2 separate regions of the Sus scrofa genome follow, and region 2 is linked to region 1. A link is a contact called in public HiChIP or PLAC-seq data. All regions are on one chromosome and are shown on one strand. Each heading gives the region's core, a stretch centred on a gene start, on an enhancer-like site or on the middle of the called end of the contact. The rest is flanking DNA. Distances are from core to core; before and after follow the strand shown.

The links. HiChIP or PLAC-seq counts read pairs in DNA pulled down with a chosen protein or histone mark.
Region 2: an H3K27ac HiChIP or PLAC-seq map of alveolar macrophages shows a contact between it and region 1. The contact joins two enhancer-like sites. A contact is called at or near these places in 5 of 47 Hi-C or Micro-C datasets (embryonic fibroblasts, epiblast stem cells, heart right ventricle and 2 more) and 1 of 2 datasets of contacts at active chromatin or transcription factors (alveolar macrophages).

Annotation. Positions count from the first base shown.
Region 1 is chr5:62,147,850-62,151,539 of Sscrofa11.1, reverse strand. No RefSeq gene overlaps it. Among named protein-coding and RNA genes, the nearest start is that of CD69, 72 kb to the right of the region's middle. Within about 2 kb of position 1,744, at least 21 of the 83 cell types and tissues checked have an H3K27ac peak or open chromatin away from gene starts, as enhancers often do. A contact at or near this core is called in alveolar macrophages, where this site is marked.
Region 2 is chr5:62,540,336-62,544,025 of Sscrofa11.1, reverse strand. The region is part of intron 1 of M6PR (cation-dependent mannose-6-phosphate receptor); the gene reads right to left. Among named protein-coding and RNA genes, the nearest start is that of M6PR, 4.4 kb to the right of the region's middle. Within about 2 kb of position 1,630, at least 4 of the 83 cell types and tissues checked have an H3K27ac peak or open chromatin away from gene starts, as enhancers often do. A contact at or near this core is called in alveolar macrophages, where this site is marked.

The DNA.
Region 1 (3,690 bases), core at 495-2,994:
TAGGTTATTTGGGAAAGGAGGTTATGAGGAAGTTACTTTCCTTCCTTCTCCCTGAAAATCCACTTCTGTCCTCACTTGCCAGTTTTTCTCTCATCACAATACAACAATAAAACAGAACCAGCCTGAGTGAGGAGACAGAAACCTAGCTGCCACTACTCAGAGAGTCCCCCTCCACTCCCTGCACACTTCCAACCAAGTCTCAGATCCCCTTTTCTGGTTAACACCTACTTAGTTTAAATTCACCTCAGGCTTCATCTTCTCAGGTAAGTGCATATGGACCCTCTGGTGTCTGCACTTTGAGTGGAGGGACCTGTCACTTTTGTTCCCCAGGAGCCCCAAAGAGTAACGAATTCATCATTGCTCAATAAATGACTCCGAATACCCTGCTTAAGATGGGTTATTATTTGTTTTTTCTACATCACAAAAAAGAATCCCATAAAAATATAATTACCAAGAAAATTCCTGTTCTGATTAGTTAAATAAAAATCAGATATTTAAGTCCTCACCCTCTGGATCCTGGATCCAAAGCAGTATGTTTTTCTTTACAAATTGTTTTGCTTTGTGCTTATGTTTCACTTTTCTCTGAAAACCATTCGTGTGTGTCTTGATAAAATCCAAATGATAATGAGAAGAATGGCCGCATGGTGCACCTTGAGGAAAATTGGGGAAATGTTGACGTTTTTCTGTTGTCCTTTAGCACTGTTTGCTTAGTGTTTTACTTCCCAGTTTCTTTTTGTTTGTTTGTTTGTTTGGGGCCACCCCCGTGGCATATGGAAGTTCCCAGGCTAGGGGTCAAATCAGAGCCACAGCTGCTGACCTACGCCACAGCCACAGCAACTTGGGATCTGAGCCATGTCTGTGACCGATGCTGCAGCGTGTGGCAATGACAGATCCTTAATCGACTGAGCAGGATCTGGGATAGAACCTGCAACCTCATGCATATTAGTCAGGTTCATTGCCACGAACCTGGGATTGAACCCACATCCTCAGGTTCAATTAGTCAGGTTCTTAACCCTGCTGTGCTGAGCCACAATGGGAACTCCTACTTCTCCATTTCTAGTACCACTTTGAAACTCTTGACGTGCCAGGCCTGCCTCTGCTCTCCTCTACCTGGTCCACTCTTTTCAACATTGCTGTCCATCTGCATCAGACAGGTCTCCATCATTGACCCTTCCATCCAAACTCATTTGTCTCATTACCTAAGAGCCTGGCTCTCTGGAGAAAATAAAACAGCCAATGGTTTCATGTTAGCTGACTGAATCTCTACGTAAGTTGAGAAAAAGCAGGGCTGGAGTTCCTCAGTGGCTCAGCAGATTAAGGATCAGGGGTGGTCACTGCTGTGGCATGGATCTGAGACATATTAGGTTTTGAGTTCTGAGCAGAGAAATGATGGAGACAGATTAGGTTTTGAGTTCTGAGCAGAGAAATGATGGAGACAGATTAGGTTTTGAGTTCTGAGCAGAGAAATGATGCAGACAGATTAGGTTTTGAGTTCTGAGCAGAGAAATGATGCAAGGCGGGGAGGGGGAAGTCCCCACAGCGCTTTGCATTCTCATGGGAACCTGAGGCACCAGGCTGAGCTGTGAAGCTTCCACTTCTTCCTCTGGCTTGGAAGCCGAGAGCAGGCAGATGCCAGGAGGGATGAGTAGGAGCAGGGGGAGGGACACGCAGATACCAGTAGGCTGAAGGGCCTCTGAGTACCACAGCACAGAAGGTTCTAACCTCTGCCCCTGGGAACTCTGCCCTCAGCCACCACAGAGAAAGAAAAAGAGAGAAACAGAGAGAAAACCTAAAGCAGCACTTCTCTAGCCGAGAACTGTTGTGGCTAACAGTTTTGTAAAATCTCCTTTGATCATGAAACAGGAAGCAAGCTTGGTCAGGATGTTGACTTATAAGAAAACTTTTTTCATCCCATGTTTTAGAGTTTGATTAACATAGAGTTGACTTACAAGATGGTGATAATTTCTGCTGTACAACAAAGTGATGCAGTTATACATGCACACATATCCATTCTCTTTCAGATTCTTTTCTCACATAGATGATCACAGAATATTGGGTAGAGGTCTCTGTGCTATACAGCAGGTCCCCTTTGGCCAGTCAATTCTCATATACCTCAGTGTGCATATGCTCATCCCAAACCCAAAGGCCATCCCTCTCTACTCCTCCCTTATAATTTTTTAAGTGAAAAAACCATAATTTTTTCAAATTCTGTGGGTCTGTTTCTGTTCTGCAAATAAGTTCATTTATATCCTTTTTCTAGATTCCACATGTAAGTGATATCACATGATGTTTGTCTTTCACTGTCTAACTTTACTTAATATGATAATCTCTAGGTCTATCCACGTTGCTGAAAACGGCATCATTGCATTCTTTCTTCTGGCTGAGTAATATTGTACTGTATGTATGTACCACATCTTTACCCACTCCTCTGTTTATGGACATTTAAGTTGCTTCTATGTCTTTGCTATTGTAAATAGTGCTGCAGTGAATGTTGGGCACATGTAACTTTTTGAATTATAGTTTTCTCCAGATAGATGTCCAGGAGTGGGATTACAGGGTCAAATTTATTTTTAGTGTTTTGAGGAACCTCCACACTGTTTTCCATAATGGCTGTACCAGTGTATATTACCACCAAGAGTGTAGGAGGGTTCCCTTTTCTCCATACCCACTCCAGGATTTATGGTTTGTAGATTTTTTGATGATGGCCATACTGGCTGGTGAAAGGTGGTACATCACAGCAGTTTTGATTTGTTATCACTAGTAATTAGCCATGTTGAGAATCTTTTCATATGTTTTTGGCCACCTGTATGTCTTCTTTGGAGAAATGTGTATTTAGATCTTTTGCCCCCCCGCCTTTTTGTCTTTTTAGGGCCATATGCATGCCACATGGAAGTTCCAAGGCTAGGGGTCAAATTGGAGCTGTAGCTGCCAGCCTATGCCACAGCCACAGCAATGTCAGATCCAAGCCACATCTGCAACCTCCATCACAGCTCAAGGCAGTGCTGGATACTTAAATCACGAACCAGGCCAGGGATCAAACCCACATCCTCATGGATACTGGTAGGGTTTGTTACCACCAAGCCACATGGGGAGCTCTGATCTGCCCATTTTTCGACTGGGTTGTTTATTTCTTTGATATTGTGCTGCAGGAGGTGTTTATGTATTCTAGAGATTAAAACCCTGTCTGTTGCTTCATTTGCAAATGTTTTCTCCCATTTTGTGGGTTATCTTTTTGTTTTTTTATGGTTTCCTTTGCTGTGCAAAAACCTCTAAGTTTAATTAGGTCACATTTGTTAATTTTTGCTTTTATTCTCATTACTCTAGAGAATGGACATGAGAAGATATTGCTGCAGTTTATGTCAAAGAGTGTTCAGTTTATGTTTTCCTCTAAGAGTTTTATAGCATCCAGTCTTATATTTAGGTCTTTAATCCATTTTGAGCTTATTTTTGTGTACATTATTATAGAGTATTCTAATTTCATTATTTTGCATATAGCTGTCCAGTTTTCCCAGCACCACTTATTGTAGAGACTGTCTTTTCTCCATTGTATATTCTTGCCTCCTTTGTCAAGATTAGTTGCCCAAAGGTGCATGGGTTTATGTCTGGGCTTTTTATCCTGTTCCACTGATCCATACTTCTGGGCGTTTTTTGGTGTGTGTCATTACCATACTGTTTTGATGACAGTAGCTT
Region 2 (3,690 bases), core at 381-2,880, 390 kb before region 1:
CTTTGAAGAGCTAGGTATTCTGAATCCCTGCTTCAATCAATTCATTGCTTTGACGATTGCCCCAGACCTGCTCTTTGGCGATGCTGAGGTGGGAGCTTTGTTGGGAATGCCTTTTAAAACTCTCAGCAGCTTGGAGTTCCCACCGTGGCTCATCAGAAACAAATCTGACTAGTGTCCATGAGGATGCAGATTTGATCGCTGGCCTGGCTCAGTGGGTTAAGGATCTGAGGTTACTGTGAGTGGCTCAGATCTGGCATTGCTGTGGTGGTGGCAGAGGCCAGCGGGTTACAGCTCTGATTTGACCCCTAGCCTGGGAACCTCCATTTGCAGCAAGTGGTGTGGCCCGAAAAGACAAAACAAAACAAAACACCTCTCAACAGCTTTGTTCTGCATGAGTTTTGTGTTACAGGTTTTGCTCTTGTTTCGCTGTCAAATACATCCTATTTACTCACCTTTTCTGATCTGTTCAGGAATCTTTTGAACTTTGTTGGTAATTTCTCAGTCCTGTTATGCATATATTCAATTTGCCATCTCGAAGCAGAATTCTTTCTTTTCTTTCTTTTTTTTTTTTTTTTTTTTTTGCTTTTTAGGGCCACACCCGGGGCATGGGGAGGTTCCCAGGCTAGGGGTCGAATCAGAGCTGTAGCCCCCGGCCTACACCAGAGCCACAGCAGCGCAGGATCCGAGCTGCATCTGCAACCTACACTACAGCTCACGGCAACGCCGGATCCTTAACCCACTGACCAAGGCCAGGGATTGAACCTGCAACCTCATGGTTCCTAGTCGGATTCGTTAACCACTGAGCCACGACGGGAACTCCTCAATAAATATTCTTTATAATTACTTCCCTTTCCCAACCACATAACCTAAGCCAGAGTCACACACTGCTGTTGGTCATTTTTCTTTATCTTTTTGATTTTGAAATTTCGAAAAGTACAAGTCTCTCATTTTGGAGATTGTCTCTTGTTTTGGGTTTATCTGGTGTTGCCTCATGAGTACATTTAGGTATGCATTTCTTTCTTTCTTTCTTTTTTTTTTTTTTTGGCTTTTTTTGCTATTTCTTGGGCCGCTCCTGCGGCATATGGAGGTTCCCAGACCAGGGGTCAAATCAGAGCTGTAGCCACCGGCCTACACCAGAGCCACAGCAACACGGGATCCGAGCTGCATCTGCAACCTACACCACAGCTCACGGCAACGCTGGATCGTTAACCCACTGAGCAAGGGCAGGGACCGAACCCGCAACCTCATGGTTCCTAGTCGGATTTGTTAACCACTGCGCCACGACAGGAACTCCTGCATTTCTTGATAGGGCTGAGAGAGAATGATGTGTCCTTGTATCAGTCAGGATCTAATTACAAGATACCGCGTGAGCGATTTTAAGGAAAAATTTAGTATAAAGAATTGTTTTTTAGTAAGAAAAAAAAATCAATTACTAAAAGGGATAAGAGAGCACTCCAATATATATACAAGTTGTACAGAAGTAGGACCTAAACAATGCAGCTACTACCTCAAGGGCTGAAGATCAGTTAACAAGGAAGCAGCTTAGAAACTTAAAGGAAGTGCTGCCTTTCCAACCACAGGGGAAAAGGTCAGACCTCTGAAGAAAGGGTGTGGTTCCTGTCACAGGAACATGCAGTCACTGAGGAGGTGACAAAAAGATTGCTGGAGGATATGGGTCACTGTTGAACTGGCAGTGGGAACCTATTCATGGTGGCTTCTTTGTCCTTTTGACTTGTTCCTATCATTTTTTGAGAAGTTCTTTACTTTTGGGCACGTAGATGTTCCATGTGGATCATACTTTTCTTCTTCTTCTTTTTTGCTTTTTAGGGCCGCACCTGGGGCATATGGAGGTTCCCAGGTCAGGGGTCGAATTGGAGTTACAGCTGCGACCTATACCACAGCCACAGCAATGCAGGATCCGGGACGCATCTGGGACCTACACCACAGCTCATGGCGACACCAGATCCTCAGCCCACTGAGCAAGGCCAGGGATCGAACCTGCAACCTCGTGGTTCCTAGTCAGATTTGTTTCTGCTGTGCCACAATGGGAACTCCTGTATCATACTTTTCTTATCCTAGAATCAGTTATATCTCAAAGAAGGCCTGGTTCCTTTTAGTGGAGAAAAGTATTGGGAAACCAAGATATGACTACCGGGTGTGTTTATTACTACTTGTGTGTCATTACTTGGTCCCTCTCAGCAGATAGTTAGGAAATCTATATACCTCTTCAAGAGTGGGGAATCATGAGTTCCCACTGTGGCACAGGAGAAAAGAATCTGACTAGGAACCATGAGGTTGTGGGTTCGATCCCTGGCCCCTCTCAGTGGGTTAAAGATCTGGTGTTGCCGAGAGCTGTGGTGTAGGTCACAGACTCGGCTCGGATCCTGCGTTGCTGTGGTTCTGGTGTAGGCTGGCAGCTGTAGCTCCAATTAGACCCCTAGCCTGGGAACCTCCATATGCTGCGAGTCCGGCCCTAAAAAGCCAAAAAAAAAAAAAAAAAAAATGGTGGGGAATATGGTGGGGAGTCAGCTCCCACCATATTCAATACATTATATGTTTTTTTCACACCTGAGAAATTACAGGAAGTAGTTTTACAGCTGGCAAAGCAAGCCTACTAATTAGAAGTCAATGTTCGTTTAAACTTTTATTTTTTTGTTGTGGGGTAAAATATAAATCATGAAATTCATAACTCTTAAGTATACAGTGCAGTGAGTCTTGACAAATGTGTCATAACCATAACCACCCTCAAATCATTTCGCAGATTTTCATCACCCAAGAAAATTTCCTCATACCCTTTTTCCAGTCATTTCTCCTAGTCCTAGAGGCAACTATTGCTCTGAAATTTTCACCATAGATTAATTTTGTCTATTCTAGAATTTCATAGAAAGCTGAGTTATGTACCATGTTTGGTTTCTTTCACTCAGTGTAAAGTCCATAAGTTTCTGTGTTGCACATATCTGAAGCAGGGTTGGTATGTTATTATTTTTTCGCTGGATAGTAATACATTGTACGGATATTTTGTGACTTGTTTTTCTGTTCTTTTTGATGGGTGAATAGGTTGTATCTATGTTTTCTTTTAAGAAGCTTTATAGTTTTAGCTTTTATGTCTGTAATCACCTTTGAATTAATTTTTTCATGTGGTCAAGGTCAGTTTTTTTTTTTTTTTTTTTTAACATGGATATATTGGTCTTCCAGTAACATTTGTTGACTTTTCTTTCTCCCTTAACTTGCTTTGGAGCTTTTTTAAAAATCAGTTGAGGAGTTCCCGTCGTGGCGCAGTGGTTGACGAATCCGACTAGGAACCATGAGGTTGCGGGTTCGGTCCCTGCCCTTGCTCAGTGGGTTAACGATCCGGCGTTGCCGTGAGCTGTGGTGTAGGTTGCAGACGCGGCTCGGATCCCGCGTTGCTGTGGCTCTGGCGTAGGCCGGTGGCTACGGCTCCGATTTGACCCCTAGCCTGGGAACCTCCATATGCCGCGGGAGCGGCCAAGAAATAGCAACAACAACAACAACAAAAGACAAAAGACAAAAGACAAAAAAAAAAAAAAAAAAAAATCAGTTGACTGTATAAATGTGGTACTGTTTCTGGACTTAATTGTGTTCCATTGATGTCTTCATTAATTATTATGCCATGGGCACACTGTCTTTTTTTTTTTTTTTTTTTTTTTGCTTTTTTTGTCTTTTTGTGGC